Linked DNA regions of Sus scrofa: region 2 is linked to region 1. Evidence: chromatin contacts called from public Hi-C data. All regions are on one chromosome and are shown on one strand. The core of a region is the stretch at or near the end of the contact, and the rest is flanking DNA. Distances in the headings are between cores, read along the strand shown. Region 1 holds the start of HECTD2 (probable E3 ubiquitin-protein ligase HECTD2). Region 2 overlaps HECTD2 (probable E3 ubiquitin-protein ligase HECTD2).

The links. A called contact is a pair of places that touch in the nucleus more often than the background predicts.
Region 2: a Hi-C map of fetal heart ventricle shows a contact between it and region 1, with 2.7 times the contacts expected there. The contact joins the enhancer-like site here to the promoter of HECTD2 in region 1. A contact is called at or near these places in 7 of 47 Hi-C or Micro-C datasets (embryonic fibroblasts, fetal heart ventricle, fetal skeletal muscle and 3 more) and 1 of 2 datasets of contacts at active chromatin or transcription factors (skeletal muscle).

Annotation. Positions count from the first base shown.
Region 1 is chr14:103,094,357-103,097,524 of Sscrofa11.1, reverse strand. HECTD2 (probable E3 ubiquitin-protein ligase HECTD2) reads right to left here and starts at 1,833. Exons shown (of 21, transcript XM_003483528.4): 1 at 1,568-1,833. The coding sequence starts at 1,705.
Region 2 is chr14:103,167,746-103,170,871 of Sscrofa11.1, reverse strand. It overlaps HECTD2 (probable E3 ubiquitin-protein ligase HECTD2), which reads right to left. Exons shown (of 21, transcript XM_003483528.4): 14 at 2,683-2,771. Among named protein-coding and RNA genes, the nearest start is that of HECTD2, 74 kb to the right of the region's middle. Within about 2 kb of position 1,746, at least 4 of the 83 cell types and tissues checked have an H3K27ac peak or open chromatin away from gene starts, as enhancers often do.

The DNA of each region.
Region 1 (3,168 bases), core at 584-3,083:
CCACGGTAGATGCTATACATGACATATATACTGAATTACCTTTCTACAATCTGAAAAACTCTGAATTTCAAAAGCCCATGGGTTTGAGTTAACAATCTGTAGACCTGTGTCCACACTGTATCAATCTCTCCAAGCTTTTATTCCAAGTCTTCAATTTTTCAGTTACGATGAGGTAAGTTTCAGGGATCATGCTTACTTGAGGACCTAACCCCATTCGTGTAACTGTTCCTATAAGCATATATGCATTGTTTTAAACTGACTTAGAAATGATCTGCTGAAACACTGCCTATTTGCCAGTTAAGAACCTCCCAGATAAGCTCTGAAAGCCTAGGATTCCTACAGCAGGAACTGGGTCTAAAAGCAGCTGGGTGACAAATTCCTTCAAAGCATTTCCCAAAGTAATTCCTACTCACAACTCCAATTTACCAATCAACCACAGTAATTTTTTAAAATTGTCATTCTATTACTGTCTGCACTCTGCTGTGCTGATTTAACATAAAAAGCTTGCTCTAACAATTTCCAGTTATCACAGTCCTTAGACATTTTTGAAAAACCTGCCGAATCAAAACATTATTCCTGTAATACTTTAAATTAGAGTGAGCTATTTTCATAAGTTCTTAGTCACTTAAGAGGGAGGTTTTAAGAAAATGAATTGCAAGCAGGAATAAAGAAAATGTATCCTGTTCTCTAAACTTTTACTATTTTGTCACACAGGGCTGCATAAGTCATGGTCTTTAAAAGTATGAAAGTTTCAAGAAGTAATTTGAATATTGTCTCAAATAAAAATCTCAAAAATCAGAGGTTAATTTTGTGCGTGTGCTCCAAAGTAAACAGTCATAACCACCAGTAAAAATAGGGAAGGGGGGCTGGCCCATTACATCATCTGGCAATATGCAGTTTCAAGCCAGAGAGCGCTCCCCAAATAATCCTTAAGAAAATCCTGCTGGGAAATCATCGCCTTGAAGCTTAGATCACTTGAGTCTAAAGAAAGGTTAAAAAAGCCTCCCCACCTTATGTCACATGTCTGTACCATATGAAAAAATAAAACCATCATCGAGGCATCCACCCCCCACTACCCTGACTGTAAAGGAAAGGTCACAATTAAGTGGAAACTCGCCGCAAAGCGGGTTCAATCCGAAGGGGGAAGGGAAGGAAAAGCGAACCAAAGGGGGAAATATTCGCTTCCACAATGCTTGCAGGCAGGCAGCTCAGTGGAAAATCTACTCTCGCCTGTCTGACACCTTATCCTCATCCAACAGATGATGCTGGCTCCAAGGTGCTGGTCATTTCCTAAGAGAGAGTGCCCCCACCCCCAACCAAAAAATAACCGAAAGCAGCCAGGAGACCCCGCTACCCCGGCATTTCCCGAGGGTGGAAGGTGCTGCTCGCGAAGTGATCGCGGCTGCCCAGGAGGCACAACTCTGATTTCGGCCAGAGGAAGGGCAGCCAGGGCGTTTTTCCCCGCATGGGTCCGGGGGTACCAGGAGGAGACGCGGGTCCCAGGGCGCCCCTCGACCCCCTCCCGACCCGCCGTCGGGGCGCCCCGCGGCCCCCGCCCGGCACCTACCGCAGCCGCACCGGCGCCCGCCGACACGATGGGTGGCAGCTTCTCGCGCTCCGGCTCCTTCCCTTTCTTCTCCTCGGGCGCGGCCGCCACCACCGCCGGCGGCGCGGCAGGCGAGGGCACCCGATCCGCCTCACTCATGTCTGGCCGGGCGGCGGGAGCGCGAGGCGGCGGCAGCGGCCGGGGTGCTGCTTGGCGTTGGCGCTGCTGCCGCCGCGGCCGCGAGAGGGCTCTGGGCCGCCGTGTCCAACCACCGCCGCTCCGCCCGCGCCCGCGCCGCGCCGGGAGCGCGCCCGGATACCCCGCCCCGCCCCCGCCCCAGCTCCAGCCCCAGCGCGCGCCCGGCCGGCCCGCAGCTCCCGCCTGCTCCTGGCCTCGGCCGCCCCCGCCCCGCCCCCGGCTAGGCCCGTGGGTCGCGGGTCCCGGACGCTGGCCACTACCTCCCTCGCCAATCCCCGGGACTCGGGAGACTAGGCGCCGAGGCTAGGCCGCCATTTTTTTTTGCGGATCGTCGCCCGAGTTGGCGAGAAGGGGGTCCGGACTAAAGGGTCGGGAGTCGGGGGTGTGGGGAGGAGCGACCAGACGAGGCCTGCCTAGGGTCGCACGGGGATAGAGCGTGCCTCCGTGGGGGCGGGGCGAGTGCGGCATCCTCCACTGCACCGACAGCCCTAATTTGGGGCGTCTAGATTCGTGGGACCTGCTGGTGGTCTTTACGTCCCCAGCGCCCGCAAAGCCGTCGCCTTGGGGCCAGTGCTTGTCCCTGCCACCCCTGCCTGCCCGTTTGCCCCAGGAGAGAGGTCTCTGAGCTCTTCCTCAGGAGACCACCTTTCCTTTGAAGTCGACCGACCCTTTCTTTCTAGATGCCGGGCAGCCCCCACCTCCAAGGAAAAGCCTCAGAATGGAGGAGGGGGAGTGAGACGTCTTGGGCTCCACCTTCCCCACCGCAGGGCGGGGCAGCCAGGCCACACTTTCCATTCCTGTTCCTCTCGTCCCCACTTGGACTGCCAAATCCGCCTCTCCCTTCCCGTCCCCACGCGCCTACATCTCGCTCTCGCCCTGCTTCCCTTTGCTGCCTCTATCCCTTCCTTGTTCGTTTCCTTTTATAAATTACAGATGGACAGACTCAAGCGCGGCTGCACAATCCTTAATGTCAGATCATTAATATGGGGACGAACTTTAAAACTGAAGAGGAAAGCTTTAATTTTGATATTAAACCACCCCCACCCCCACCCCCACGACCAAGCCACAGAGACAATTTCCTTTCCTTTACGCCCCCTCCTTTTCCTTTTCTCAGTCTACTGGAGCTGCGGAGACAGCTGCTGATCTAAGAGAAGGGAGAGAGTAAGAATGCTCCGCATTGCCTATTAAAAATAGGGAATTACTCGACATTCACATCTTCGGTTTTTTCGGTTGTGACTTTTACTTGAGGTTGAAGAATCAAAGATATCCGGATCCAAATAAAAGAACCAAAAATATCTCTGAAATATATTTGGGACGATGTTTGGGTTATCTACTGTTTTACAGAATTCAGTTATTAGCATAACTAAGTACTAGTTACAGTGTATCACGAAATGGAGTTGCCTGTTTTCCAGACGCAGTTGTAA
Region 2 (3,126 bases), core at 497-2,996, 73 kb before region 1:
AATTTCATAATATTTCAACTGTCAAACAAAGATTATAATATCAAGTTCTTAAGGAAGTCATTAATTTTATAGGCTCAAAAGGAAATCTAAACATATGGGTGGGATAAATTATTGAAAGCAATTAAAAAATTAGAAGACAGCCAACATTTTAATATGCTAAGGCAGGATAAAGGCTAATAATTGAAGGAATAGATATTTTTTTTATAGGTAACCATGTCTGAGAAGTGTGTTCTAGGGGAAAGATAATGAAAGTAAGTTCTAATATATGTCTATAAATGTGATAACAGCAATGACCCTAATAATCACAATATTACTGTAGTTACCACTTATGATCATCTACTATGGTGATAAGTTCTAAGCCTTTTTCATTAAAAAATTTTAAAATAATTATATAATTATAAAAAATTACAATTAATTATAACTATAATAAAAATTAAACCTGAAGGAAGGGTTTTAACAGATGAAGAAGTAAGCTTTATAGGATTTGCTTCAGGGCATTTCCATACACAGAAGAATCATGTTGCATTTCACACTAAAGCTGCTGTGGTTGAAGCAGGGGTTGGGGAAGTGGGCAGGAATTCTGCTGGAGTCACTGAGGTGTCATGCGGTGCAAATAGGGTGGAATTTGAAAACCCTGCACTATATTATGTCGCCCCTATCCTTAGTTCCAATGACCTTTTGGGAATTCTACTTTTAAAAAATTGTTAGATTATGGCTCTTCATGAAATCTTCGAGACATTTTGTAGTTATTACTCTAAGTTTTACTATAACACTTCTTGTAAACTGCTAAGGCCTTAATATTTAAAAATATTTGCATTAGAAATACAATACTGTGAGAACTACTAGAACAATAATATGGAGCCAACTATATCTCTTTAATCATCATGCCTGTTACTTCTCAATTTTTAGTGTTCCTTACATTTGATAGATCTCTCAACCACTTAATGTGATCACAATCCACTGTCACCTCACATTTTTCCTTTATATTATCATGCCTTTTACAGTATCGATCTTACTTTCCATAGCTTTTTTTTTTTTTTTTTGGTGAGAAAAATAACATAATAATGAGACAGCTATCACTTAATTTTAGATTTAATTGTTTAATTTGTAATATATAGCATATAAATACACTTAATATGCTCTTTCGGGTAATGGCTGAATAGAAACTAATGCGTACTGCAAAAGAAAACAATAAGCAAATCCACAATATTACATATACCATTCTAAGAATGTGGTGTAAGGTCTAATACTTCATTACAAATATTAGAAGGCCAAAATATCACCCAAATCTAAGCCATGATAAGAATGTAAAATATGACAGACATATTTATCAGGAAATTCAAAAAGCTCATAGCACAGTGAGAAGCATCACTGACTCAGGCCTTCAATGAAGTTGAAACATTTGACAAATGATTACTGTAGATAAGAGAACAAAAACAGGAGTCAAATAATTGTTAAATGTTTCATACTGTGCACTTGGCCCTTTGGATCTTTAGATATGATGACACATACAAAATTTCAAATTAAGTTTACTGCTACAATGTGTGGTTTTCTCCCTCCTACCTTTTCTTCCATCCAGCCTCTTGATTTTCATATACATTCTTCAAGATTTATTTCAACAAATGGAGCAAAGATGGACATTCAAAGTCAAAGTGCTCCATCAGATCACTCTAAATCTCTTGCCAGCACCTCCCATAACTCCTGGAGCGCCCTCTGCTCCCACTAAGTGGACCATCACCTTGCTCTCTAACAGGCCAGAACAATGCAGGCAGGCTTCTTCCCCAGCCATTCTCCCAGTCTACATCTATCCTCTCCAGTCCTGGGTTAATCAAACATATTGGTTCCATTTTAAAATCTTTACCTTCTCTGGGAGGAAAATATTCAATCTTCTCCTTATCAGAACCCCTCAGCACTTAATGCTAAATGTCCATCTAGACGGTAAACTTCTTAAAGGTAGATTTTTTTTTTTTGTCCTTCTTTTAACCTAAGTATCTCCAGTGTTTGCTCATTTATTTACTCTTCCCTCCTTTCTTCCACGGACAATTATATTTTTGAGTTTTAAAAAATGAATGTACAAGGCTTTCCTGTCCAATCTCCCACCCAGTGCAGGAATACCTCCGTAATATACCAGACAGGGATCAGAGGATGGCACAGGAATTTGCATAATCTTAAAAAACACTATAAAATAATGCCATATGCATTAGATGCTCCTATTCCACTCAATTTTTAACTTTAATAAATATCTCAGGATTCGAGGCCACATTAAGAGAGTTAATTCCCACAATTTCAACTTAGGAATCTGAGTGAAATAAGCACAAAGTGAAAAAATTAACAGAAAAAATGGTTCATTATGAATAAGAAAGATACTGTGACTTTAAAAAATGTCTTACATTTCTGATAATTTAGGCTATATAAGAAATAGGAAGTGATTTTTATTCTGAGATAAAGTTTTCAGAGAAAAATGCCAACAATTTAGTCATTCCTTCCGATTAACTAAATCTGCTGATATTACATAGCTGCAATGTTACAAATAATAAAGATTACTGAAAATCTACTAGTAAATTTGACAAGTCTGTTTAGTAGAATAAAAATGCTTAATGAGAACAGTTTTCCAAAATGCAGATAAAATTCTTAAAAATCTCTAGTCTACTAGCACCTCCTAGTGGAAAGTTTAAAGGATACAATTCCAACCAATCGGAATTCAGAATAGTTATCACATTTAAAACTGCTAAACCAATGGCAGTATGAATCCTTATGATACGTAAACATGCCTGGAAAATAGAAACATAATTTCATCAATATGACTGATTTAAAAATCAGAGTAGTAAACATGTATAGGACATCTCATCTATTAGAAGCAAAACAGTTTAGCAATAGTTCTGTTACAAACCATCTTTTGTATTAAAATATATCAAATATATGTCCAGAGAGTGTGCATGAGCATGTTACTGCTCAATGATATCCTGAACCACGGGTGGAAACAGGGTAAAAAAGACAAACTAAATCAATCAGTTGATTTTCTTTTATAAAAATTATAGTTTTACATTTTATAAGTTATGATCAAAATTAATTTTGAGGATTGAGTGGAGATTTCAATTTATCTGGGTCATCTCTATTTCCCATTAC